Regions from separate parts of the Mus musculus genome. Here regions 2, 3 and 4 are each linked to region 1. The links are chromatin contacts, called in public promoter capture Hi-C maps. All regions are on one chromosome and are shown on one strand. Each heading gives the region's core, a stretch centred on a gene start, on an enhancer-like site or on the middle of the called end of the contact. The rest is flanking DNA. Distances are from core to core; before and after follow the strand shown. Region 1 holds the start of Prr15 (proline rich 15). Region 2 overlaps Jazf1 (JAZF zinc finger 1). Region 3 holds the start of Jazf1 (JAZF zinc finger 1). Region 4 holds the start of Creb5 (cAMP responsive element binding protein 5).

The links. Promoter capture Hi-C pulls out the DNA fragments that hold promoters and counts their contacts.
Region 2: a promoter capture Hi-C map of hippocampal neurons shows a contact between it and region 1, with 2.3 times the contacts expected there. The contact joins the enhancer-like site here to the promoter of Prr15 in region 1. A contact is called at or near these places in 5 of 39 promoter capture datasets (the 3T3-L1 cell line, hippocampal neurons, liver and 1 more) and 1 of 9 other capture datasets (adipose tissue).
Region 3: a contact with region 1 is called in a promoter capture Hi-C map of liver, with 3 times the contacts expected there. The contact joins the promoter of Jazf1 here to the promoter of Prr15 in region 1. A contact is called at or near these places in 9 of 39 promoter capture datasets (the 3T3-L1 cell line, 3T3-L1-derived adipocytes, embryonic stem cells and 4 more).
Region 4: a contact with region 1 is called in a promoter capture Hi-C map of liver, with 3 times the contacts expected there. The contact joins the promoter of Creb5 here to the promoter of Prr15 in region 1. A contact is called at or near these places in 7 of 39 promoter capture datasets (the 3T3-L1 cell line, cranial neural crest, hippocampal neurons and 3 more), 2 of 484 Hi-C or Micro-C datasets (both in embryonic stem cells), 1 of 115 datasets of contacts at active chromatin or transcription factors (astrocytes) and 2 of 9 other capture datasets (adipose tissue and embryonic stem cells).

The regions. Positions count from the first base shown.
Region 1 is chr6:54,323,124-54,329,344 of GRCm38.p6, forward strand. It overlaps Prr15 (proline rich 15), which reads left to right and starts at 3,778. Exons shown (of 2, transcript NM_030024.3): 1 at 3,778-4,187; 2 at 5,996-6,221. The coding sequence starts at 6,136. The region is part of intron 4 of 9130019P16Rik (RIKEN cDNA 9130019P16 gene); the gene reads right to left.
Region 2 is chr6:53,011,617-53,017,837 of GRCm38.p6, forward strand. The region is part of intron 1 of Jazf1 (JAZF zinc finger 1); the gene reads right to left. Among named protein-coding and RNA genes, the nearest start is that of Gm33219, 38 kb to the left of the region's middle. Within about 2 kb of position 3,570, at least 7 of the 459 cell types and tissues checked have an H3K27ac peak or open chromatin away from gene starts, as enhancers often do. A contact at or near this core is called in hippocampal neurons, where this site is marked.
Region 3 is chr6:53,065,850-53,072,070 of GRCm38.p6, forward strand. Jazf1 (JAZF zinc finger 1) reads right to left here and starts at 2,775. Exons shown (of 5, transcript NM_173406.3): 1 at 2,604-2,775. The coding sequence starts at 2,718. Gm33097 (a long non-coding RNA gene) reads right to left here and starts at 2,146. Exons shown (of 2, transcript XR_377680.3): 1 at 1-2,146.
Region 4 is chr6:53,283,884-53,290,104 of GRCm38.p6, forward strand. Creb5 (cAMP responsive element binding protein 5) reads left to right here and starts at 3,420. Exons shown (of 11, transcript NM_001327821.1): 1 at 3,420-3,490.

The DNA of each region.
Region 1 (6,221 bases), core at 2,528-5,027:
ACTCTAGGGAACACTTCTCACTCAAACCACTACGATGTGACTTGATGACAAAGTATCAAAGAACCACATAAATACTGAGCACTGTAACTCAGAGGGACAGAGCTGAAGATAGAATCAAGACTTATTTTATAAATGGTCTTTCAGGCCACAAGTAAGACAAAGATGCCCAGAAGGAGACTCAAAGCTGAATCTCAAGAGATCTAAAATCATAGTGTCTAAGCTCCAGCTCTGAAGTCAGAGCTGCATCCTCATCCTGCCTCATCCTGCCTCATCCTGCATCCTGGCTCTACCATCACAAGGTGTTCTACCCAAAGTACCACTTACCTTCTCTGGTAATAACTACCCGTTGTTCTCAGGGTTGAAAGAAAGAACATATAGATAGCATCTGGCATGATATTGATCTCATCAGGACAGCAATAAGCAATGAATGGATAGAGCTTGCTCTAAGATCATCAATGGGAAGGAAGTCAGAGAAGGAGCTGCAGTGGAGGGAAGGATGCAGAATAGTAAACATATTATGAGATAGCCAATGATATTGACATAGGCAAGAGGAGAGTGTCAGCGTGTGCTCTAAACAATTCAATTTCTGTATACATATTTGTGTATATATTTGAATATATTCACATATATGTATGTGTATATATACATACATGTATATATGTATGTGTATATATACATAATGTATATATGTGTGTGTATATATATATATATATATATATATATATATGAGAGAGAGAGAGAGAGAGAGAGAGAGAGAGAGGAGTTGGTTTCATCTGAGAACCAGGATGACAAGAAAGATAGTTGGTTGGTTTCAACAAGAAGGAAGGCAGGCTAGTGAGTAGAGAGAGGTCCTGTGTGCCTAGCATGCTCAAGCCCCAGGGTTCCATCTTCAGCAACGTGAAAAGAAAATCAAGAAGGTGAGCCAAAGAGATCTGTTGCTAGAAGAAAGATCCAGCACAGACCCCACTACCCCTGCCCTGCAGACCAGCCAGAAGAAGCCCTAGCCTGTTCCTATCACCAGCATTCTCCATGAAATTGCTTTGTGAAAAGGGGAGAACAGAGAAACTACGAGTTTCAAACCTGTGACCTGATGGCAGGACGCATGGGGGAAAGGAGAGAGGAGTGGGCCGGCTCAAAGGCTTGGTGCGGGACTAACCTGGAGAGAGATCGAGAGCAGACTCTGTACAAAAGCTGGCCTTGCTTAGATCAACTATTTAGAAAGACCTTAAGAAAGGAACATTTAAAGATAACCCAGTAACTTGGCAGGGAGATGAAATGCCTGGTTGTAAAGCTTGCTTTAAAGGGTTAAATGAATCCAACACTGACGCAAACCCAAAGAGAGCACAACAGCATGTTCAGAGTGACAGAGTTGGAGGCTGTGAAGGAAAAGGCATGTCTAACTGTCAAAGGGCAGGGGTGACCATAGAGATGGAGAAGAAAAGGAGAAAGGCATGGAGCTAACAAAGAAGGAAAGGACAAGAACAGGAGATATGAACGTGAGGTCAGCAAGAGTAAGAAGAACAAAGCCAAGACACACCACAGTTCTCTAGGATGAGTGCAGGGTACGTTGGTTTCTCTGGTATGATCGGCTGTATTCCTTAAGCATTTGTTCAGATTCCTTCCAAAGCCCACCCCTACTGGAGAGATGTAGTGACATGATCAGTTTCCCAGCGCCTCCAGAAATTTCAGGTTTGCTGAGCAAAAATGTCAGCGCTAAACTCCAAGATTCTGCAAGGTCTCCAAGACCTTAGTTCCTAGCACCCAGTTCTAGAAACTCATTCCTTAAGTGGGTGATCATTTATTTTGCCAAGAAAGCAACTGTTAAGACTCTGCATTGGCCCCAGTCCCAGCTGCCATTGAAAGTCTGTGTCCTACTCAGCTGCCCAGTGTCACCTCCCAGGTCTGCCCAGCCACACTCTGTGCTTACATCACCCACCTGCCCTTTGAGCCTTGAGAAGCCCAGCATCCTTCACACCTTGAGGCTCTCTTAGCTGCTGTTTACCCTGCTTTTCATGACTCTATTCATTACACACACACACACACACACACACACACACACACACACACACACACACACACACACTTCACCTTTCTATGGATATATTCACCCCCATCTAGTGGTTCTCTCATTTATAAGGTGCTTCCACTCAACCCAGGAGGCATAACAGAGACATTTGACATTGCTGAATGTATTTGAGGAGCTATCTTATTGAGAGATGAAGGATTTGTTTATTGAGAAAATGCTTGTGGCTTTGTGAAAACCACACTAGATGAAAAGCCATTCAGCAAGCTAGTGTCCTTTTCCTGGTGTCTTCATTCTTTCAACAATGTGCTTGACAAGGGCATGTCCCAGCTCCATAAACGGTGGTGGTGGCGACTCCCCAGACAAGCTTTTCTCATCATATGACATCTGCCTCCGGAAAGCTTCCTTTAAAGCTGGCAACTAGTCTTTATCAAGTACCAGTGTTATGGTTCAGTGTCCCCACTTTAAAACTAACCTCAAGAGTCAGTTTTGGTGGTATGCCAGAGTTTGAATCCAGTCTTAGTTACATAGTGAAATTCCACCAATAAAGAAAGGAAGGAAGGAGGAAGGGGGGCAGAGAAGGAGGGGAAAGGGGGAGGAGAGAGAAAGGGGCAGAGGGAGGAAGGGGGAGGGGAGTTCTCTAATCTCTGGTTAGAAACAAATCATTTCCAAATACACAGTGTATGTTCATCTTTCATTTTTTAATTGAATCCAAACTAAGACACCAACCAAGTCCTTGTATTTTCCTCTTCCCTACTGTATTGAAAGTCTCTATAAAATTCCTGCCTGCTTATCAAATCCTTATTGCAAGAGATCAGAGTTGGTTGGTGATCTGTCTCTCACCAGGCTTGTCCCGCAGAAAGTGCTCAAAGCAGACAAATTGCCTGGACTGCCTACCTTAGAGGCAAAGAAAGGGTCCTACTTGCATGTCTGCAAGCCTAGAGACCCCCAAAATCTCTTTCAAGTCGTAACTTCGCCTTAGTTAGAGAAATGTCTCCTCTAATACCGTTTTTGACAAATAACCACCGAGCTAAAGCACCTTGCACGGTGCTGGGGCCCATTGGTTCACCCTCTCAGTGGCTCTGGGCTGGAGTAATATGCTTGGATGGGTGTCGATGCGCGGTCGCCCAAACGCGAAAGATGCTTTGTAGCATAGGCACTTAGTTATGGTAAGAACCCAAGACTAACAAGCTGATAAGCTGGAATCAAACTTCCAACCCCGTTACTTCGAGATTGCCCTTCAGCATGCAATCCTGGACAACTGTTTAACCTCCGCAAAGCCATGGTTCCTTTGCAGGTCTGTTAGGAGCCATAGTGCCCAGGCCTGGGGCGGTCTGATGAGCAAGTGAGTTAACCCAAGTGAGTTGACCCAAGTGAGTTATAGTACTAGGATAGCGCCCGATGACAGCAACGACATGGTTCTCAACTCTTAGTCTTTTAGGTAAGGGCGCTTGAAACTCCCAAACAATGACAGAGTTTGAATCAGCTCTCCGAGTTAGAAAATTTGAAAGCCTTGGGACTCAAACCTCAGCGCAAGAACGGAACGCGAGCAGGGAGGCGGCGCAGCACAGCTTTTTCTCCAATCAGAGTCCGCAGGGCTGGAACCACGTTTGCAACCTCGTCCAATCTGGTCCCCAGAAGGGCGGGGACGCCTACCTGCACCTGTAGCCTGGCGGCCGCCTCCTGTCCCACCCTGACCCTCCCCTCCTCCTCAGTTCTGGTGTCTTCAGGCCTTTGGCCAACCACCAGCAAGTGGGCAGATGTCTCAGCGCGTTCCTACGGACGCTCAGGAAGGGTAGTGCGCCGGAGTCAGTAGCCCAGGTCCTGTCTAGCTGAGGCCAGAGAGCAGAGTGAACGGGAAGAAAGGACGCGCCCTAGAATGTGAGACTCCCACCGGGAAAGGCTGACCAGACTCACCCTGGGGCGGAGGATCTGACAGTCCCTGCCACCTGAGCGGACCGTGCTGCCAACCCCAGGTTGTTCCGACAGTGTGCGAGTGTCAGGGGTGTTGGGCGAGATCAGCAACAACGATTCCTGCATCTCTCCTAGTCAGCGATAAGGGACACCGCGACTAAGCTTCAGGCACCCGGAGACGCCCCCTCCGTGTTCTAGACAGCCCGCGCGGCGCAGCGCGGCGCCGCAGTGGCCCTGAAAGCCCCTACAGGTGAGTGAACCAGAGTCCCTCTGCGTCTCACAAGGCAGGCCCTGGCGCTACGAAGTCCCTGGAGAATGCTGTCTAGCGCTTTGCAGTGCCCCTCCTCCTGCTGCCAGAGGAGAGGCCCCCCCCAGAACAGTGATCTGCCTACTTTTGCATTATTTGCCATCTTTTCCTTGCGCAATTCTCACAAAGCCTTTCCGTACACACCAAGTTGGTCACTGTGGAAAAGAAAGTGTTGGGTGGCTGCCCACCACCATTAATAAATGCCTTGGGGTGCGGTGTTTTTCCGATCTGCAGAATAGGGAGTAAGACGTTTGTAGACCCCAACGTTGACGGTGCCTAAGGGTGTGGGCGCCTTTCTTAGGGAAAGAACTTTGAGCTGGTTCTGCTTTTACGGTTTTCAAGCCCCAGTCCGAGTGAGTCCTCAGGACATCCCCAGGGAGGAGATGGCGCCTCCCCGTAGGCGCAGAGACTTCCTCTACCAGGCAGTTCCGGGAGAACCTGCAACAACAAACGGCCGCACAAGTTTCCCTCCTGCGCACTGGCGAATCCCAGGAGCGCCGCGGTGCGTGGGCTGCGAAGCGGCGGAGCTGAAACCTAGAAATGGGCGGCGCGCGCGAGCCCTGCCCACTCGTGGTGGCCGTGTCCAGTAGCACGCTCACAGGAAGTGTGCCAAGAGTCTGGCTTGCACTATCAGGAGCGTCTGGGCTCCGTTATTCAATGGTTTTCTGGAGTTCCTGGTTGGGCGCTCTCCTTTGGAGGATGGAAAGGCAACCAGCAAAGAAAAGTACCAGAAGACTTTGTTTACAATAAGTAAAATCCTCAAGAGATAGAGAACTATGAAAGAAGGGTTGGGACCCGCGGCCTTCCAACAGTGTGGAGATTGGCTCTAGGGAGTTAAAGGAAGAGTGGGATGGCGGTTTCCAAGGGAAGTTAAGTCTAGACAGCCTCTGAAAATCACAAGGCAGAAGTGGTTTGAAGCAGTTTGAAGTAAGCACAACCATGAATTTATGCTCCCCGCTTTCTCACTTGGATACACCGCTCATCACCGCTCATCCTAGAAAAAGACTGCAGAAATTTGAGCCATGCTTACTAGCTTGCTCCTTATGGCTTGCTCAGCCTGCTTGCTTGCTTTGCTTTGTTTGTTTGTTTTTCGAGACAGGGTTTCTATGTATAGTCCTGGCTGTCCTGGAACTCAAACCAGGCTGGCCTAGAACTCAGAAATCTGCCTGCCTCTGCCCGCCTCCGGATTGCTGGGATTAAAGGCATGTGCCACCACTGCCTGGATTTCAGCCTGCTTTCTTATAGAACCCAAGACTGCCAACCCAGAAATAGTCTAACCCACAATGGGCTGGGAACTCCCTCTTCAATCACTAATAAAGAAAATACCTGATCTTTATTCATCTGTAGTGGGCAGGACAAGCTAGGTTCCCCACCCCACACCCACACATTCCCCTCCTGGTGTTCCTCTGAAGGGTGGCGGTTCTAAGGGTAGGTGGGCACATGTAGTGGTTGGCAGCGGTTGTAGGGTAGGTAGGTGGGCACCTGTAGTGGTCCTTATACAGTCAGGCTGAGTGGCAGACCAGCCCATACTTCCTCTGGAGCCAGGTTGATCTCCACTGGATAGCTACTGCACTTGCTTGGGAGGTAAGGCAAAGGTTGAGGTCGGGCGGGAGTTCAAGGAACTCAACCTTGTAGATCAGGGTTGTTCTGCAGGTGGCCAGTGGTCACAGAGTTGCCATGAGTTCCAACTCTGAGGAGAGTAGAATGTTACTTTGACCAACCCAAGTTCTGTTTTTTTTTTCTCTGTGCAGGGCTCTCCCTCAACTCCCATCCAGCAAGTCTGCGTGGGAGAAGCCTGGAAGGGCTGGAGTGAAGAGTCAGAGACCACAGAAAAGAGAGGAGCTGTCCTGGCCCAGGCCCTTCCCCACGCAGGGTGCTTGGCCTATGGGCCATGGCGGACAGTGGCGGCTCCAGCCCCTGGTGGAAATCTCTGACCAGGAAGAAAAGCAAGGAAGTTACGGTGGGGGTGCAGCCTCA
Region 2 (6,221 bases), core at 2,320-4,819, 1.3 Mb before region 1:
CTGCATGCACTGCTTCAGGCAGCCCTTCTATGCTTCACAATTAAATGTATGTCTTCAACCCATAATCACCCTTCTGTGTTGTGATCATCTAGGATGGCTGAGTCCAATGACTAGAAAATCTGTCACAATTTTTCTCCAAGCTAGTTTGAGACCTATAGGCTAGATTAGTGCCAATATTCACATGGGAAGAAAAGGTTTCAGGACCAAAGAATATATTTTTTTTTTTGTATTCGTGAAAAACTTTGAAATAAAAAACTTTTAGCCTAGCAGCAAGCCACAAAGTGGGGATGCTTATTTCTGTTTAATTCAATGAATTATTAAAATCACGGGGAAATGAAAGCATTCTAAGCTCCAATTTTAAACCTGCAACCAGCATGATCCTCTGTGAAAGAAATGAGAGTGTGTCAGCTATGTGAGCCCTTCTGCCAGACTCATGCCTTCCCTCCTCTTCTTCTAGGACAGGACATCTTCCACCTACCCTGGCCACGCAGCCCACCACATCTGGAGCATCCTCTGCAACAGCTCGTGTGATTATATGACCCTAATTCCAGAACTCACCACAGTGACCTGGGTCACTCTGACAGAAACTGGTGACCTAGACCCAGGGCTAGAGTGTTTTCATGACTCTTCTTCTGCAAACGGGACTTGTTCTTGTGATCACGGTGACATCTAGACAGAGAGCCAGATTTAAGGGCCCCTCCTAGATATGCATGGAAGAAGACACAGGCTGGAGATGGCTGGACCAAAGGTGTCCATGAGGCCTGCCTTCCATTACCTGTCTTCAGGTCTGAACAGATGAGCCCAGCTTCGCACAGTAGGCTCACCCCCAGCATCATCAGCTGGCCGGCACCCTCACACAGTGACAGCATTCATTGTCTACTGAATCATGCTGTGAGTCGGTAGCCCCTGCAGAGGGACGGAGACAGGTACATCTCCATCTGGCAAATCAAGTAAGGTCGGAAAAAAGCGGCTCCAGTAAATGTCCCAAAAGGACAAAATAATAAAAATAGGAAGTAGAGTAAGAATATTCTTTACGGTCAGATCTGACCTGAACAGAGAAGTCAATCAGACTTCCTGCTTCCTTTCTGGCCATCTTTACCACTGGCCACTAAGAAACAAATGAACAGAGTGAGTGAGAGTTGGCAACATGTGATATGCTGGTTGCTATTGGTTGATAGTTTCTTCCTAAAATTGTTGATGTTCTAATTTCTGTGCCCCAGAATGCAGCCCTGACAGACAGAGCTTTTCAGAGGTACTGAAGATTATAGCAAGGCCCTTAGGGTAAGCCTACATTCAATCTGAATTTCAAGAGAGTGAATCTTGGGCGGACTGCTGGACCGTGCATGCAGAGGCCAGAGGTGGGAGAACACACCACGGAGCAACATGGCCGAAAGATAGGAGAACAGCCTCAGAGGGGAATCTCTGATGCCAGGGCAGCCATAGCTCATTTAAACACTGTCCCTGTGCTCTTGAGGGACCAGAATGGGACACTCCCTTTCCCTAGTCCTACAAAGCACGGTGACACAAAGGGGGCTAGGCTGAAATTTTACTTCACAGATGCTTTTAAATTCTGTCCTACACATGCTCCACTATATTCAAAGCAGCCTTATTTATAATAGCCAGGAGCTGGAAACAACCCAGATGTCCCTCAATGGACACAGAAAATGTGGTACATTTACACAATAGAGTACTACTCAGCTATAAAAAACAATGACTTCATGAAATTCTTAGGCAAATGGATGGAACTAGAAAATATCATCCTGAGTGAGGTAACTCAGTTACAAAAGAACACACATGGTATGCACTCACTGATAAGTGGATATTAGCCCAGAAGCTCAGAATGCCCAAGATACAATTCACAGGCCACAAGAAGCTCAAGAAGAAGGAAGACCAAAGTGCAGATACTTCAGTCCTCCTTAGAAAGGGGAACAAAATACCAATGGGAGGAGTTACCGAGATAAACTACAGAGCAGAGACTGAAGGAATGACCATCCAGAGACTGCTCCACCTGGGGATCCATCCCACATACAGTCACCAAACCCAGACATTATTATGGATGCCAACAAGTGCTTGCTGACAGGAGCCTGAGAGGCTGTCTCCTGAGAGGCCCTACCAGTGCCTGACAATTACAGAGGTGGATGCTCACAGCCAACCATTGGACTGAGCACAGGGTCCCCAATGGAGGAAATAGAGAAAAGGACCCAAGGAGCTGAAGGGGTTTGCAGCTCCATAGAAGGAACAACAATATGAACCAACCAGTATCCCCAGAGCTCCCAGGGACTAAACCACCAACCAAAGAGTACACATGGTGGGACTCATGGCTCCAGGTGCATATGTAGCAGAGGATGACCTTGTGGGACATCAACGGGAGGAGAGGCCCTTGGTCTTTTGAAGGTTCTATGCCCCAGTATAGGAGAATGTCAGGGCCGGGAAGTGACAGTGGGTGGGTGTGGTGAGCAGGGGGGACAGGATAGGGGGTTCTCAGAGGGGAAACCAGGAAAGGGGGTAACATTTAAAATATAAATAAAGAAAATATCTAATAAAAAGAAAAAATTCTATGCCCTTTGTATTTTATCTTCAGAACCCAAACTCTAAAGCTGTGAACCATAAACTACAAAAGCAGATTCTGCTTCGCCCTCTGGAGCTTGGCTTTGTGTGCTCCCACTCACGAGGCTAAAGAGTCAGCGGTGTCTGTGTGCATCATTCGAAGAAGGCTCCAAACATCGTCAAACCCAGGTGAAGAGCAACCAATTTTGCCTCTTAATGAGCATTTTAGCCAGATCAATACTACAAAACATCATACTGTGAAGTGCTGCTACTACTAAATGTAACTACCCAGTTGACTGGTTCAAAAAGGAACAATAGTAGCTAAAAGAACATTTATTATTCAGAAGAACAGAGGCTATCATCTAAAATAAAGTCACAAAAATCAGAATGCATTGCATAAAAGACAGAACCTGGTATAGTCTACAAACGATGGGAAGAAAGAACCACACAAGATGCAGCTGAATGCTTAATCAGCTGTCTGTCACTTTCTGAATCGTGTCTAATATTCTAATTATTAGTCTCTATAGAGAGAAAGGACAATTATGGAGCAGGGAAGATTGCTTTAAATTTTTTTTTGTTACCCACAATTTGGAAGGCCTTCACAAAAATATAACCTAGTACCCACAAGCTATAAAGGAAAAGAATGATCAGCAGTTAAAATTCAGTTTTCCATCCTATGGCATTAACAAGGAAAAGCTCTGAAGTTGTATTGACAGATATGACTAACAATTGTAATCACAGAAATAAATGTAGTAAAACGATAATTTGTCTGTCACAATCTAACCAAGGGAGAAGAGTGCAGCACAAGTAGCTGAGTCGTGGAGTTAAATGGAAAGCAGGCAGAAGCCAATTTTCAATGAAACATGGAGCATTATTAATTGGTTTCTTAGCAACAGCCAGGCTAAAATTACTTAACATGTCTGCTCAATCAGAGGCAAATTTGCGTGTTATCCTTTAAATGTTGATTATACTTGGCCTTTTCAGATGCAAATCCAATGTATAAAGTGAAAGTAAATGTTGACAGTGCTCATACAGAAAGATCCCCCATTCTGGGGTGAGCAGCCTGACTGGAGGAGCTGTCTGGTGGCCATCTTGTTTACTGCCATCCTTCACCTGTCCTCCCTGTCCTGCCTCCAATCCAGAGGATGCATCCTGGACGGCCAACTACGTAACATCACATGGCACTGCTGACTCTCATAGGGGCTCCACGGGAGATGGATGATGCTGTCAGTTTAGAAATAAATCCGGGAGACTGAACTAGGGGATTGCACTTAAGACCAATGTGAATCTTGATGTCCCATTTCAGGCTCACCGTGTAGAGCCCATGGGCCTCAGCACCTGCTTTTCTTTTCTCCCCATTAAGTCCTTTATCACTGCAGAGCACAAGAGGGTGGTCTTTACTCTCATCTTTGGCTTCTTGGTTTCCCAAATAAATATTTTTACTTGCCACAACAACAAAACCCTAAGTCACTGTATCTCCTGAGTGTCAAGCTGCCAGATCTGGGTTTCTTTGTAGATGCACCCCATTCATAGACCTCCCAGCCTCCTCGCGACTCCTATAAATGGTGGCCTTTTGCCTCACTTTCACTTACTCATGCAACACATGTTTGTTGCATACTTATTATTTGCTAGACAATGACCTAGGTGCCAGACACAGTAGTCAGAAAATGTCCCTACTGTTATCCCACTACAAGAAAATGCACTCATAATACAAAACAATAACCTTTCAGGAAGCAATGAGAGCTGAGAAGAGAATAAGTAAGACAGGGGCGGAGGTGGGACTCACAGGCCACTTGAGATGAAGGTACCCATCACTTAGACCTTAAACATAAAAGAGCAAGGCAGGCATAGGTGGGGCAAGCAAATCCTCACCCAGGACAAGAAACAGCATGGAACAGAGAACTGTAAGGAACATGAAAGGGCAACGTGATGATACAAGAACAATCGTGGGCTGTGAGGTTTGTCAGTCAAACCGGACCATTGCTAAGCTCCTTTCTCTGGATGTACTGCAAGACTGTAAAACTAAGCAAAAGTCTGCGGCACAAGAGAAGATAAAGGCAGGGATCCTCATGGGGGTGAGTAGATGCAGCTAACTCCAAAGGGTCTTTCATTTTTCTGGTCAAAGTCTAGTATTCTTTGATTTGAAAATCTTCCTGGCCAAATGGAATCCAGTCTTGAACTAATTGCTCCCAAAAGGAGGTAGAATGTATTTCCCACCCAAAGTTCTGTTGCCTGTGACCTTCTAAAGGTTGGGATTAATGAAGAGATTAGTTGTTTAAAACACTGAATCAACACTCTAGGATATCCTAAGCAGTGATCAGCAACTTAAGGGCATATATTAGGGAAAGTTTGGAAGCTTGCTTTTACATAGCTAGTGGAGTTGACTGCTGCATAGCAGATCAGAGATCTCACACTGGTGGTGTGAGAACTCAGCCATGGGCAGATGGACAGATGGGCAGATCCTTCTCTGAAGCACACAACTTGTCCTAAGTCAGGCCTTAGGTTCCTGAAGCCTTTACGGACTTAACTGAAAATGCCCTTAACCAAACATGCACCCTCATGTGTAATCCATCTCAGGATGTGGTGGCACTGATGGCTTTTGGGGTACACATTTGCCAGGAACTTATGGGTCTAGGAGAACAAGGCTGGAAACAGTAATGATAGTGAGATTTGCAAGAGGAAAGTCTTGAGATTCTAGTAGATTACACAGTATATTTCCAGGTTTGCCCTATGAAACGCTTACATTAATCCTTACAGAGAAATACTGCTAACTCTTAACTTACCCTGAGGATCTAAAGCAGTTGTTCTCAGTCTTCCTAATGCTGTAACCCTTTAATACAGTTCCTCATGCTGTGGTGACCCTGACCATAAACTTATTTTTGTTGCTACTTTACAACTGTAATTTTGCTACTATTATGAATCATAATGCAAATATGTGATATGCAGGACATCTGATTTGTGACCCCTATGAAAGGGTCTTTTGACCCTCAAAGGGGTTAAAGCATACAGGGTGAAAACTACAGTTCTAAAGAACAGCGACAGAAAGGTGCGAGAGTTCTCAGTACATGGTTCCTGGACCAGAGGCACCCCAGTCCCGGGGAACTGTTAGAAAGTACAGCATGTTCACAGGTCTGGCCCCAGACTTAAGAAATTCAAATTTTGGCAGTAGAGTCAAAAATCTGTTTTTTAACAGGCCCTCCAGATGCTTCTGCTAAACCTGAAAACTGCCTGCCATTCTAGGCTAACTCAGTAAGATGTGTGTCTCTGATCTTGAACCTAACACCAGCTTGCTGCAAAGTTTAATCAACAGGAAACCAAAGATCCAAGAGTACCTTCCACACTATCATTGCTTGCATTCAAACTGTCTGAATTCCTGAACACAATGACCTTTTCAAAAGAACCAACCAGTCAGAACACAAGATGCTGAGTCACTTTCTTGGGCTAACCGATCAGTCTAAGCAGAGGATATTCTTCGAAAACTCAGGTTGGAGCAGACCTCTGAGAAGACTCACTAAGTCCTCTGTTCTGACCCAAGGCTGTTTTTCATGAGCCTTCCGCCAGGGCTGTTAGATTCCACCTGGAGGAGCACTGCTTCCTGGGCTGGACAGAGGACAAATTCATCCAGCAGGGCCTCTGTAAATAGTCCCTGAGTATTCACAGAGTATGTGCCTTCT
Region 3 (6,221 bases), core at 1,525-4,024, 1.3 Mb before region 1:
TACACATGAAAATGCAGCCATGTAAGCGCATATATATATGTGTGTGTGTGTGTGTGTGTGTGTGTGTGTGTGTGTGTATGTGTGTATATATGTACATACACATATATACATACACATACATAAATCTATACATACATACACATATATACATATACGTACATACACATACACATAAATCTATCTATATATATATATATGAGAAAGACTGCCACTCACAACTTAACGTGGGTAATCTGAGTGATAAACAATAGTAATAATGAAAACTACGGATTTTGAAAAGTCTGTCAGTGCTTTTGACTAGAGATTAAATGGTAACAATTCAAAAGGAGTCTAACCCTCTTACAGATATATAAGATACTAAATAAGACCCTTGAATAAAACTAAAATAACATATACATCTTAGGTCTCTTCATGAATCTTTAATGGGGCCACTAGCTGATTAAAACATTAAATCAGTGAACCAACCATTTACAAAAAAACAAACAAACAAACAAACAAAACCCCTCATTATCTCATGTATAGAGCTTATCGTATATCACGTGTAGAGCAAATGACAATAAATAATAAAATGTAGAGCTTTCATGAGTACTTCTGTATGTTGACTCTTGCTTCTTTATCTAAAGTGTATTTATACAGCACCAGCTAGGCCAAACGTTCTTCTTCATGAGCTCCAATCCTATCTCTTTCTGCATGGCCCGCTGTCCTGTGAAGGCCTCTTCTCATCTGAGGCACACAGCAGTTCCAGTCAGCCTCTTCAAGCTTTGGGTTCAAGTGTTTGTTCATTTTAACATCTATTTTTCAAAAACTTTGCTGGAACAACTATTTCCCAAGTATAATAACTGTTAGCCTTGCCAAAACAATTTAAACTTCTTTTTCAATCCTCTCACCATTGAAAGAAAATAATTAGACCTTTGGGAGTAAGATATCATCACTTAAAAGTTTAGCTTTAGAAAATTCATAAACCCTTGACCCTCTTTAAAGATAGCTGCACAATACTGGGAAAACTTTGCCAACTCAAAATAAGAGGCTTATGATTTACCAATGCTAGTCTAAATCATCTGGCTCCAAGTTAACTCGTAAGAAATAATTGTGTTTAATTCATGTTAAAACTAAATTATCTTTCAATCAGCAGGTAGTCCCAAGTTAAGAAAGTTAACCAGATAAAAGTATTACTCATTCAACTTACATAAATTAACTGATGAAATGGATGGAACTTGGGATAACTGTTTTCTGTTATCATTTCTGTTTAGTTTAATAAGTAAGGGGAGTCCAGTGAGGAACTGGGAAAACTCGTCTTGAAACTGCATCACTACAGTTTAAGCCATGATGAGAAACTTTATACCTGGAGCACTTTTAGCTATGACTACTCAGTCACGATATGATTCAGCAGCTTTGCTACTCTATTAAACCGCTTTTCAGACCACCAATACTTGAGAGCATAGGTTCTTTACCTCACCTTTATCAGAAGACATGGGGAAAACTATTAAGGAGATACTTTGAAACTTTGAAAAATTTCAAAGCTTGACAATTACTCATCAGATTTCTGTTTTCAAAGGCATTCTGCAGACAGTTTCCATGATTAGCTCCCATTCTGGATGGCCCAGCAAATCCCGCTCTAAACTGGCACTTAGCGCGTATTAAGCGCCCACTGTGTGCAAGGAGAAAGCATTCTACAAAGCAAAGGGGCATGAGGCTCTGCCTCATTTTATTCGTGCATAAATGCACAGCAGTCGTGATTTACTCTCTCAACTTTGCAGAAACGTGAGCTGCATCCACATGGTCGAATCCATGTCATTCATTTGGTCTTCTCGAAGCAATTCACAGGTAGCCTCACCCAGGGAACCGGCTGCCCTCTTCACCCACCAGGCCACTCCGGGGAGCGGCCACACCTTCTGCAGGTGGCTGGGTCTTCTGAGCCAGAAGCACCAGACCCATCTCCCTCCGCAGGGGTGGGGATGAGCGTGCAAATGTGATGCAAGGACTTCCGTGGGGCGCAGGACTTAGGAGGTCCCTGGGTCCCGGGAGACACAACCGGCCCCGCGGGGCGCCCCTCCCCCGCGTCCCCGCGCCCGCGCCGCGCAGGCCCCGCGGGGACCGGCGCACCTCCGGCCTAGCCGCAACGCGGGCGCCGCGACACGCCCGCCCGCCGCCCGCGGGCTCCCCTCTGCTACCGGGGCCTCGGGGCGCTCCGGCCAGGGATGGGCGCGGCCCGCAGCCGCCCGAACCGCAGCCGCCGCGCCAGGCCGGGCCCCGCGCCCGCGCCGCTCAGAGCACGCAGCGCCCCGCGCCCCGCGCCCGCCGCCGCCGCCGCCGCGGCCCCCTCCCGCCGCGCCACACCTAGCAACCGGCGCTGACAGGACGCAGGCGGGGGAGGAAGCGGAATGGCTGCCGCCGCGGCGCCTCCCCGGCTCCCGCCAGCCTGACAGCTCGGGCCGGGCGGAAGCGGCGTGCGGCACCCGCCCCCCGCGGCCCGCGCCCGCCCTCACCCTGCGGCCGGCCATCCCCGCGCCCCGCGGCCCTCCACGCCCGCACCTTCTCGGGCGCCCGGCCCGCGCCACCCCGGGGCTCGCCCGCCGCCCGACCCCCGCCCACCCGGGCCTCACCGATGTGGTTGTCCTCGATGTGCTCGATGAGGTCGGCCAGCGTGGGGAAGTGGAGTCCGCAGCCCCCGAAGCGGCAGGTGTTGGAGAAGAAGGAGGCGGCGGCGATGCCTGTCATGGTGCTACATCGAGAGCCCCCCGGAGTCGGCTCTGCGAGCGCCGCGCGCGCGGAGGCGGAGGGAGGGGCCGGGGAGGGGGCAGGCGCGGGGAGGGCAGCGCGAGCCCGGGACGGAGGAGAGGGGGCGCGAGGTGGAGCGCAGCGCCGAGCCTCCGGGAGGCAGCGGGAGGCGGCGGGAGCTCGGGGGAGGGGGCGGGGAGGACTCGGCGGCTGGGAGGAGGGAGCAGGCGCGCGCCTGCAGCTGTGCGGGCCCCAACCTCCGCGACCCAGGCCTCACCTGGCAGCTCCCGCCTCCAACTTTACGTCCCTGGGCCTGCCCTTTCGCCCTGTGAGGTGCCTGCAGTCCGCTTGGAGCCTCCCTTGGTTATGCGCGCTACATTCTTAATAGATACACATCTATTAATTACACATGCTTTTCACCCCAGAGGAGCACTCAGGGAGTTACCCAGCCCTCTTAGGGACATTTGTTTGCACTTGGCCACCTGTCTAGGTGTGACGATGGTATTCACTAGGGACCCAGGAAAGGTAATTGTGTGCACCTTGTTCTTTAAACTTTCTCATTTAAAAAAAAAAATTAAAAAGTCCGTATTCTCTGGAGGTTAGTAGGAACTAATTGATTTTAATGAAGCTTTCCCCCTAGGCCAGAAGAAAAATCTTAGCTTTATTTAAATTTCAAAATAGAGCGCTTGGTTGTCAAGTGCATTTGACTGTGTTTTACATATGTATCACGTTTGTTCTCCCTGATTCTTCTGAGAAAACAAAAATCTCAATTTCTTTACCCCAAATTCCCGCACCTCCTGAACCCCGTGTTGTGGCTCAGGTCTGGCAGTGCTGCTCCAAAGACGAAAGGGGCAAGTGTAGAGGTTTGGAAATGAAAGTCAAAGCAAATTCGATTTTCACTTAAAAAGAAGATTTCACCAATCAGTTAGGATTATATCATCCTGTGAGCATTTAAGCCATACTGTTGACCAGATAGCCTCTTAAGAACCAGTTCTCTTCTGGTCTCCAACCGCAGTTGCAGTTACATTTTACCTACAAGGTGTATATTTTCTTCCAGGTGTTCAAGAAGCACCAGGAGATGTGCATGATTCGAGGGTGTAATTTTTAAAAAATTTATTCATGCATTCTGAATTTAGCATTTGTCTTTAGAACAATTTCATTTACCCGCTGGTGCATATACCTAGAAAAATAACAACCCTGTCTTTTTAAACTGCATATACCACTTGTGTTATCTCTAATATTAGGATTGTTAGGGCACTTCGTGTAAATGTAAATGCAGACATATGCAGTATTTCTGTCACCGGAGAAAATTTTCACAATCTCCCAGTCACAAAGGCTGAGGCTGAGTTCTCTCACCCATCGACATTTTTGTCTGGTCTGTCGCTTCTTTGAGCCTACAAGGTGACAAATTTGCCAAGGGGAGAGTTGAGTTGAGTATGGTTGGGGCAGCAGGTCATTAAAGTTCAGTTTGTTGCCAGAAATAATTTCCTGGGACCAAGTGAGGATGGGGGAAGGGCACCCAAGGGCTTGATAATGAGCCAGGGACCCGCTAGGCTGGAAGCTGGGGCCAGACAAGGGTCTAAAGAGCAGGAGGTAGAATTCTCCACCGTGAATTAGAATTTTGGCAACTGTGCAGTGTGCCCTGCTGCCCAGACAGGGAGGAAGGCCGTTAGCTGAGAGCAAGCAGGATATCTGGCAGATAGACTTCACGCCCAGTGACATGGAAATGCAATGAGAAAACTCCAGCCAAGAATGATGCCAGATCAGCCTCCTTAGAGATGCTAGGCACCCCAACTCTGCAGCAGCTGGGGGAGTGCCCCGAGCCTTGAGGTGACAATTCTGTTCTCAGGAGGAATGACTCTCTATGTGGAGTTATCAACTGCAGAGAGTGTAGGAGGCCCAGAGGTGGCTCAAGCAAGAGAACTCCTCCATGGAAAGGCCAGGAGAGTGTAAGGGAAAGGAGGAAGGAAGGGGGCTGGGAGCTATTAGTACATACCTCTTGGCTACCTTCAGTCCCTACCCTCTACTATTACAAAGTGTGCCTGCCAAAGTAAAAGCCTGGTCAGCCAAATTGAGCATATTGATTATTTTTAATGTGAAGAAGCAAAGTAACTATAAAAATGAATTATAATTTTCAAAGAGTTCAAATTATTTTGTGTGTCAAACCATTACATTTTGTGGGGAAAAAATCAGTATATTACTACAACTCAGCATAGAATTGGGGCTTGCTTAGTTGGCATCCTGCTCTTTTAATTGGCACACTTCTTTTCTCTTTTCGGTGTTTTAAAATCATCATCATTTACATCTTCAAGTCTACTGGTTTTGTATACACACCAAAGCAGCAATTGACAGGGACAAACCACAGGGTAACCACAGCAAACAAATGAAAAATAAACGCTTTGCAGTGAATACTTTACTTGTGCTCTATTACGTTTTAAAATGTTTGTTGCACGTTTGTACTTTTAGATAAAGTCTATATCTAGGCTATAAAAACCATGTAAACCAAGCACTTCATCCTGTGGCTTCCAAGAGACTGGTACACTTCTGTTTTGAGAAAACATTTATCTGTCTCACTTGGGGGAGTGAAGCTGTCTCAAAAGGGCAGGGTGGCAAGAGAACCAAAGAGTCAGATAAGAGAGTGGCCATGAACTACACGAATTCCCTGCCTCCGAGATCCTTTTTTTTTTTTTTTTTTTTTTTTTTTGGAAAACTGCTAGCCTCTCCCTGGAGCACTGTACCTCTCTGGGTCAGTATGTCTACTCAACATAGGGTGTAGAGTAATGCCATAGGGTAAAGGTGGCACTCCAATGACTTGCAACTAAGTGACATTACAGATAAGAGTCTCCTACATCTTACTATGCCAGGGCCCTCAGGATGGGCAGCTGCCAGGGAGGTGGGAACACGGTGGTTTCGTGGAAACACCTGAAAGCCAGCAGAAGGTCTGTTATGCCGTTGTCTGATTTCCACACAAGGATTTCAAGATACCCAGACAATCAAAGCATGCATTTCCTGTGCCCAATGTGGACCTGTGTCAGTGCTGTCAAGGGGACAGCCATATACAGGCCTCCAGGAAGTGCTTTTCAGGTTTACTCACTACTGCCTTCTTGGTGACTTAGGGGCATTCCTTTTACCCCCACTACTTTGAAGGATGAATGAGTTGTGAGATCTTCAGCAGCTCTGGGAAGTCTGCAGCCACCTCTACCGAGGTCTGATGCGTCCCTCTTTCCAGCTCTTAAGAACTAAGGCTGCACTTTCACCAATAGCAGCCCTTCTGTCAGAGATGGCATGTTTTCCTTAGGCTCTGCCTTCTTCCACAGAGCACTGTTACTGTTCTGCACTCTTGTTGCCCGCTTATGCAACAGTTTGTCAAATTGATCTTTTTCCAGCTCCGAAACTAATCTGACCTTGCCTAACATAGCTAGACCATGAGTTTGATCCCTACAACTGCAGTAAAAACTAGGTGAATTGTTCTTGGTTGGTTCCCCGGGCCTATCTACATAGTG
Region 4 (6,221 bases), core at 2,170-4,669, 1.0 Mb before region 1:
TTGTCTCTATGTCTGTCCATTTGCACCACTTGTGTGCCTAATGTCCATAGAGCCCAAAGTAGAGCACCGAATCCCTTAGAGTTACAGACAGTTGTGAGCCACCTCATGGTGCTGGGAATCAAACCGAAGTCCTCCAGAAGAGCAGCCAGTGCTTCTAACCACTGAGCCATCTCTGCAGACCCGCCCTTTGTTATTGTTATTAAACCCCAGGACCAGGAAGATTTGCCAACATTCATGGTCATTTGGACAGATAACTGAACCCAAAGTGCAGGACCAAAGAATCTCTTCCAAGGGAGTCAGGGGATGTTTTAGCTGGTTAAGTGCTGTAGTGCTGTGTAAGCGTGAGAATCTGAACACCCAAGCACCCAGGTTAAAAAGCAATCCATGTGCACAGTTTGCATCTGCAGCGTCCAGCACTGGGGATGCATAGACAGGATGACCCTCAGAGTGCGTTTGGAGTGCACAGTACTCTAGCTGAATCAGTGGGCTTCAGGGTCAGTGAAAGATACTGACCTCTAGCCTTTAAGCATGCATGCATGTGCACGTGTGTGGGCATGCATATGTGCATTTTCTACCAAGATGAGCTGCTTGGAATTGTTCGCGCCTAGCATTCTGTGTGTCCTGGCAACGCTGCCAGTTTGTTAGATTTGGAAAAATTGTTTAGGCTTTGGTAAATCCATGACTTTGATCCCCAAATTTTTCCCTCCCTGGTCCAACAACTAAGGAATAATCTGTACTCTGGCTCTGGGTTATGCATTTTCACTTGTCCGGGTGGATGCTGGTTGCTTTCTCACAGGTCCAACCTCTGGGTGGGTTGTAACCTAGCCAGTTGGGCTTGATTTTGGTGTAGATGACCCTGGTTCCATATGTCCCACTTGAGACCTGGAGGTGAGACAGCGTGGCTAGTTGGGTGCTGGTATCCCAGTGTGTAAATGCCATAGACTGTGCCACCTGCTGAGTTACTCCTTGAGACACCCTTGCAATGTTGCCTCCGTGATACTTTGGTTCTGAGAAATCCTGGGTGAGACTGGGTGAACCAGCACAAGGCAGGCAGGCAAGCGAGGCACAGACATGGGGCCCGTTGGCGGGGTCTGATGGGTAAGAGGCTGCTTGCTGTCCATATATGCCCATGCTACAGATGAAAGAATGATGGGGGAAATTCTCTTTTTCAAAATCTGGCTTAAGTTTACTAACATCACCGAATGCCTCAGTCCCAGTACTTTCAATAACAGGGAGAAGGTGGGGCTTACAAAGCACTCTCCCAGGGCCGAGAACACTTGTTAATGCAAGTGATATAATTCTTGAGTTACTGTAAATATTCCCAGTGTTGCATTATGAAAGTTGGGTAGTGCTTTCATGAAAACTTATTTATTCATGCTTCTTATGTTTAGATAATTCTGTGAATTGAGTCATTTAACTCCTTGCAGGTGTGTGAATCTTGTGACCATCACCCTGGCTTTGCCCACTTAATTCTTCGCTTCATTCCTTTGGTTTATCCACCAGGGGGAAAACCCCAGCTCTTAGCTTCAAGCTGGCTCAATTCCTTTGGGCACTTTCTTTTTCTCTGAGGAAGGAGGTTGCTCTCTGCTCTGGGTGAGCAAGGCTGTACTGGAAATTGAGATGGAAGGTGGATACGGAAGCTGCTGTTCAGTGAACCATGGTTTCCTTCCCTAAACCCAGACAATTGAGCCATCACAGTCAAGGTTTTGTTGTTTCAGGTTAGGACCAGCATCTTCTTTCACAGTTCCTTCAGTGTCCCATGGAGAAGAGGAGAGGAAAATTCACAGAAGAACTTATAGGAAGGCTACAAGGAAAGAGGGAGTTGTCAGTCCCTGTGATTTCAGGGAACCCTGAAGACAAGTGGTGGGGGAGGAGGGGCTAAACACTTCAAACCAGAAAGGAAATAGAAAGCTCTTCCACTTAGTATGTCAAAACCAGCTCAGAAATGTGACAATTTGGGCAAAGCATTACGATTCCTAGCCAGTCTAGTCATGATCCTCTGGCAGACTACACAGTCAGGCTGTGATGCATTGGGATGAGAGGCACTATATAAATGTCAGATGTTACATAAATGTCAGGAGCCATTATTGTTTGTTAATGGGGGCTAAACTGTTCCTAAGCAAAGATCCAACTCCCAGCCAGCAAGCTCTTAGTTGAAGTTCTAACCAGTCAGCCATCAGAAAAGAATTAATATGCCTGATTCTACCAAGGAACCCAGGTGAGATCTGGGGTTAGACATGCGCTAGAGTGGTCCCTGATGATCAGGAGAGCTCCTAGCCTTCTGAGTCTGTCTGCCTCAGCTCAGCTGTGAAATAGAGATAATTACAACACACTCCCCGCTTTTCCTTATTCTGTCAAAGTCATATGAGGAAGAAGAAAATGGTGTGGCTTCAAGTGTTTGGCAAAGTGTGAGCTGTTGTTGGATGACAGTGGTCATTTCGAACAGGCTTTCAATGCTCCCCAAAGGGAGAGAGAGCTTCCAAAAGGAAATCTAGCCCTTGCCAGGGATGAGGAAGGTGAGAGCGGTGGCTTCTGGCCCATGCTGAAAAAGGTCAGTCCTCTTTTCCCTTTGCAGACCTGGCCCTAGATCCTGTATTCTAGCCCTGGCTCGACTGCTTCCCAGCCGGCGAGCTTGGGCCAGTAGCAGAGGCTCTGGAAGCAATGGCCAGGGCCCTTCCGGCGCTGACGCGGAGTCTAAATCCGGCTCATCATTTGGCTCTTGGCTGAGATTCGCCTTTCGCCTTTAGAGAGATTCTCTCACAGGTCAGCACATGCAAGGTGCGAGACCAGGGAAGGCTGTGTGTAGTCCTACTGAGTGTGCACAAGAAGTTATATGCCCTTGAGCGTGATGAGGAGAGGGGCGGCGAAATGGAGATACTAAGAAGCCAGCATGCAGAGAACGCTGCAATGAGGTCATGGCTGTCACAGGCAAAGGATCTGGGTATCTTCGGTGGCTGGGGTAGGGAAGTAGGAAGTGGCCTGCATTTGTAAGTGTAAATGTCTCTTTCTACCTCCTTCAGCATCCTTACCACCTCATGCACACACCCCAAACCTTACTTCTTTCTGACCCTACAGACACTTCTTGCAGAAGAGCTCGTGCCGGTGTCTCCTGCGTGGCTCTGTTTGAAACCTTCAGGATTGTTTCCAAGCTGACTCACACCACTAATGTCGGGGGGCCGTGTTACTCGGCGCTGGGCTGTGCAAGCTGTTGCTTGCGCGATCGCGGACGCCGCCGCAAGCACCCGGGTCCGCTCGAGGGGCGGGATTTGGGCGGGGCGGAGACCGGGCCCGCCCCCTCGGCGTGCGGGCCCCGCCCCTCTCTCCCTCCTTTTCCCCAACGGACCGCAATGATTTAGAAGTTCAGGAATCCCACGTGACGTCACCGGGGGGGTGATGTAATGCACTCTAAATAGAATGTATTGTAATCTTTGCTCAGTCCAACGTGGTCCCTTCACCCGGGCTCGGCTCTTGCCTTCTCCACACTTGTTTGGTAAGTTCCTAAAAATACGGCGCGGCCACTTCTGGGCCTTTTGCATTTAGCCACTTTCGCTGCACTTGCCGCGCGAGCCGACTCCGGAGCGTCCTTGTTTGCAGGGGTTGGTTCATCGCTGCAGCCGCGAGGTTACTTAGTCCAATGGGCAGGTCACAGGGCAAGGAGTAGAAAGGATGCGATGCATTTTTTCCCCCTTGATTTGTGTTTGTAAACACTTTGGCGGATCAGAAGGAAGTCCGGCCCCAATTGCTGGTGGACTGTGGAGTTGTGCTGTGTCCTGTAGTCACCCAGAGACCCCACGCCGTGTCCGTCCCGGAGCGCTTCTTGGTGATTGCTGCGCCGTGCGACTGGAGGGATGCTGAGTGGAGCCAGCGCCGTGTCCGACCCAGTGTGCGTGCGTGTATGGGAGCGCGCGTGAGTTTCCCTGACACGGGGAACAGTTATGAATCGGGGGTGTATGTTTGCCTCCAGAGCCCCGGCATGGTGTGGAACCCTTCTGAAGTGTGGTCAAGCGGCGGTGGTGGTGGCGGCGGCGGAGGCGGCAGTGGTAGCAGCAGCAGCAACAGACCAGGAACCTGGAGCCTCCTCGCATCCCGTTTCTCAGTGATGCAGCGGAACCCCGGGAGAAAGTTAGCAAACTTCCAACCGTTGCGGCAAAGTCGCCTGGTCACCTAGGGGCAGCCGAGCGAGTTCGCAGGGGGTTCTCCCTCTCCCGGGTGCCCAGCGGCCGCTGCCAGTTCTCGCGACCGGCCGCCGGCTGCAGCGGGAGGGTCGGTTGCCTTGGAGGGGGACTTGACTTTCGCTCCAGGCGCTCCAGCTCGAGAGTGCTCCGCAGCCCTCGCCTTCACTCCTGCAGCCGCCTCCCGCCTCCGTCCCCTTTGCGCTGGCACTCTTACTTCTTCCGGGCTGCTGCCCCAAATGACAGCTGGGGCCCGAGCCGCACTGCACCCAGGCGGTTCTCAGGACCGGGCGACAGAGTCTGCCTTTGAGCCAGATTCTTTATCGAACCGCTTAAACTTTTCACAAAGTTCTTAAAGGGTTGAGACAAGCAGACACCGCCCCCACTAAGCCACTTTAGAGGGACTATAGCCCGCTTTAATTTTTCATTTATTTTCTAGTCATAGATTTATTTCCAGGGAGTGTCTAGTAGAAAAAGCTCCAGCTTTCCCTGGACGAGTGCCGCCCCCACTTGATGCTGGTTCAACGCTGGGAACTAGAGTGGGCTACTTGTACATCGTTGTCAGTATCAGCAACGCTTGCTTGGTTTTTTATTTTTCCCTCTTCCTGACATGTGTCAAAGAATAAAGGCTGGCTACAGGTCCATTACGTCATTCTGCAGGCCAGTAAGTGTTTTATTAAGGGCTTCAGATATTCAAGGGTTTGGGGGCTCAGAATGCTGTCAAAGCAACTATGCCCCCATCCCCCGGGGCAATTGCGGGTTCTCTGGACACAGCTATTGCCCTCTCTTTCCCTACCCCTCTTCCTCCATCCCTCTCCCGCCCACCTCGTTATCACTCGGCCTGCCCCCGCCTTTTACAGTTTCCCCCAGGGGGAATGCTGTCCCAGGAGTGAGCTGAAGAGCTTCTGGTGCCTGAGCGAGCTCAGTACCTGATGAACGCTCAATCTGCCCTTTTCTATTATTTAAGAAAGGCACTATCCAGGCCCGTTTTTCCCACGCGAGAATGTTCAGCCTGGATAGAAAAATCCCTGGAAAGGTTTAGAAGCCTTATATGCTAATAGCTTGTGCCTGCAGTGACTTAGGAAAGCAATAAGCCACAGCTAAGAGCCCAGAGCCCCGTGAACCGAGCCTAGGAGAAGGATGAAGGACCTGACTAAATCAGGTTTAGCGGGAAAGGATCTAGATTTGACATTTTATTTCCAAAGTCAAGGAAGTGTCTGAGAGCTGAAAGTACCATACAACACTTTGCTGCTGCTGCGCGCGGTACTTTCTTATCCTTATCCTTGAGTTTCTATGTTTGTAGAGGAAGTTAAACGCCCAATTTAGAGAACTGAGTTCTTCCCCACTTGCTCTTTAAAAGAACACCAGCAGCAAAAACACCACCACGTGTGACTTGTTTCGGGGACAAAGAGTGAAAACTTTTGGGCGTGAGTGAATAATGATAGCAGAAATCCAGTAAAAACAGACAGAGGCAGAAGCTTTGGGCTGGGGGACAAGGTGTTTGAAGGCGTTTTGATTTGGAGATGGAGGAAGCTAAGTAGAGGAAATTTTATGTTCTAAATAGGTGGCATTCTTGAAGAACACGTGTTTGGTTATAATTAGATCTACTTTCTCCAACATACTCTGGCCATAGAGCAGGCTTTGTGGAGCTCGTGGCTGGAGATCGCTTGACACCCCTTCTTCAAGTTTGTGGCAGCATTATTTATTGGCATCTAGCGATGAAGTGGCATAAGTCTCCTATGGGAAGCATGGGCATTGAAAATGTTAAAATTCTTGTTTGTGATGCAGAGACCTAAAGGGGAAAATGGGCAGGTCACGGGCCCTGGACAGTGTGATTAATGATCACTGATTTAGTGATCAGTGATTAGTGGTTTTATTCAAACTGTTACCTCTGACCAGAAGCACACATCAGAGGATTAACAGGCTCTTTAGATAAATGCTCATTAGTGGAAGGGGAACAGCAAAGATAATAGGCATGCACCCAGGGACAACTTTCGAAGAAAATCATTCCCGTCTTCAGAATAATAAGCTCTGTTAACAGAAAGCCCT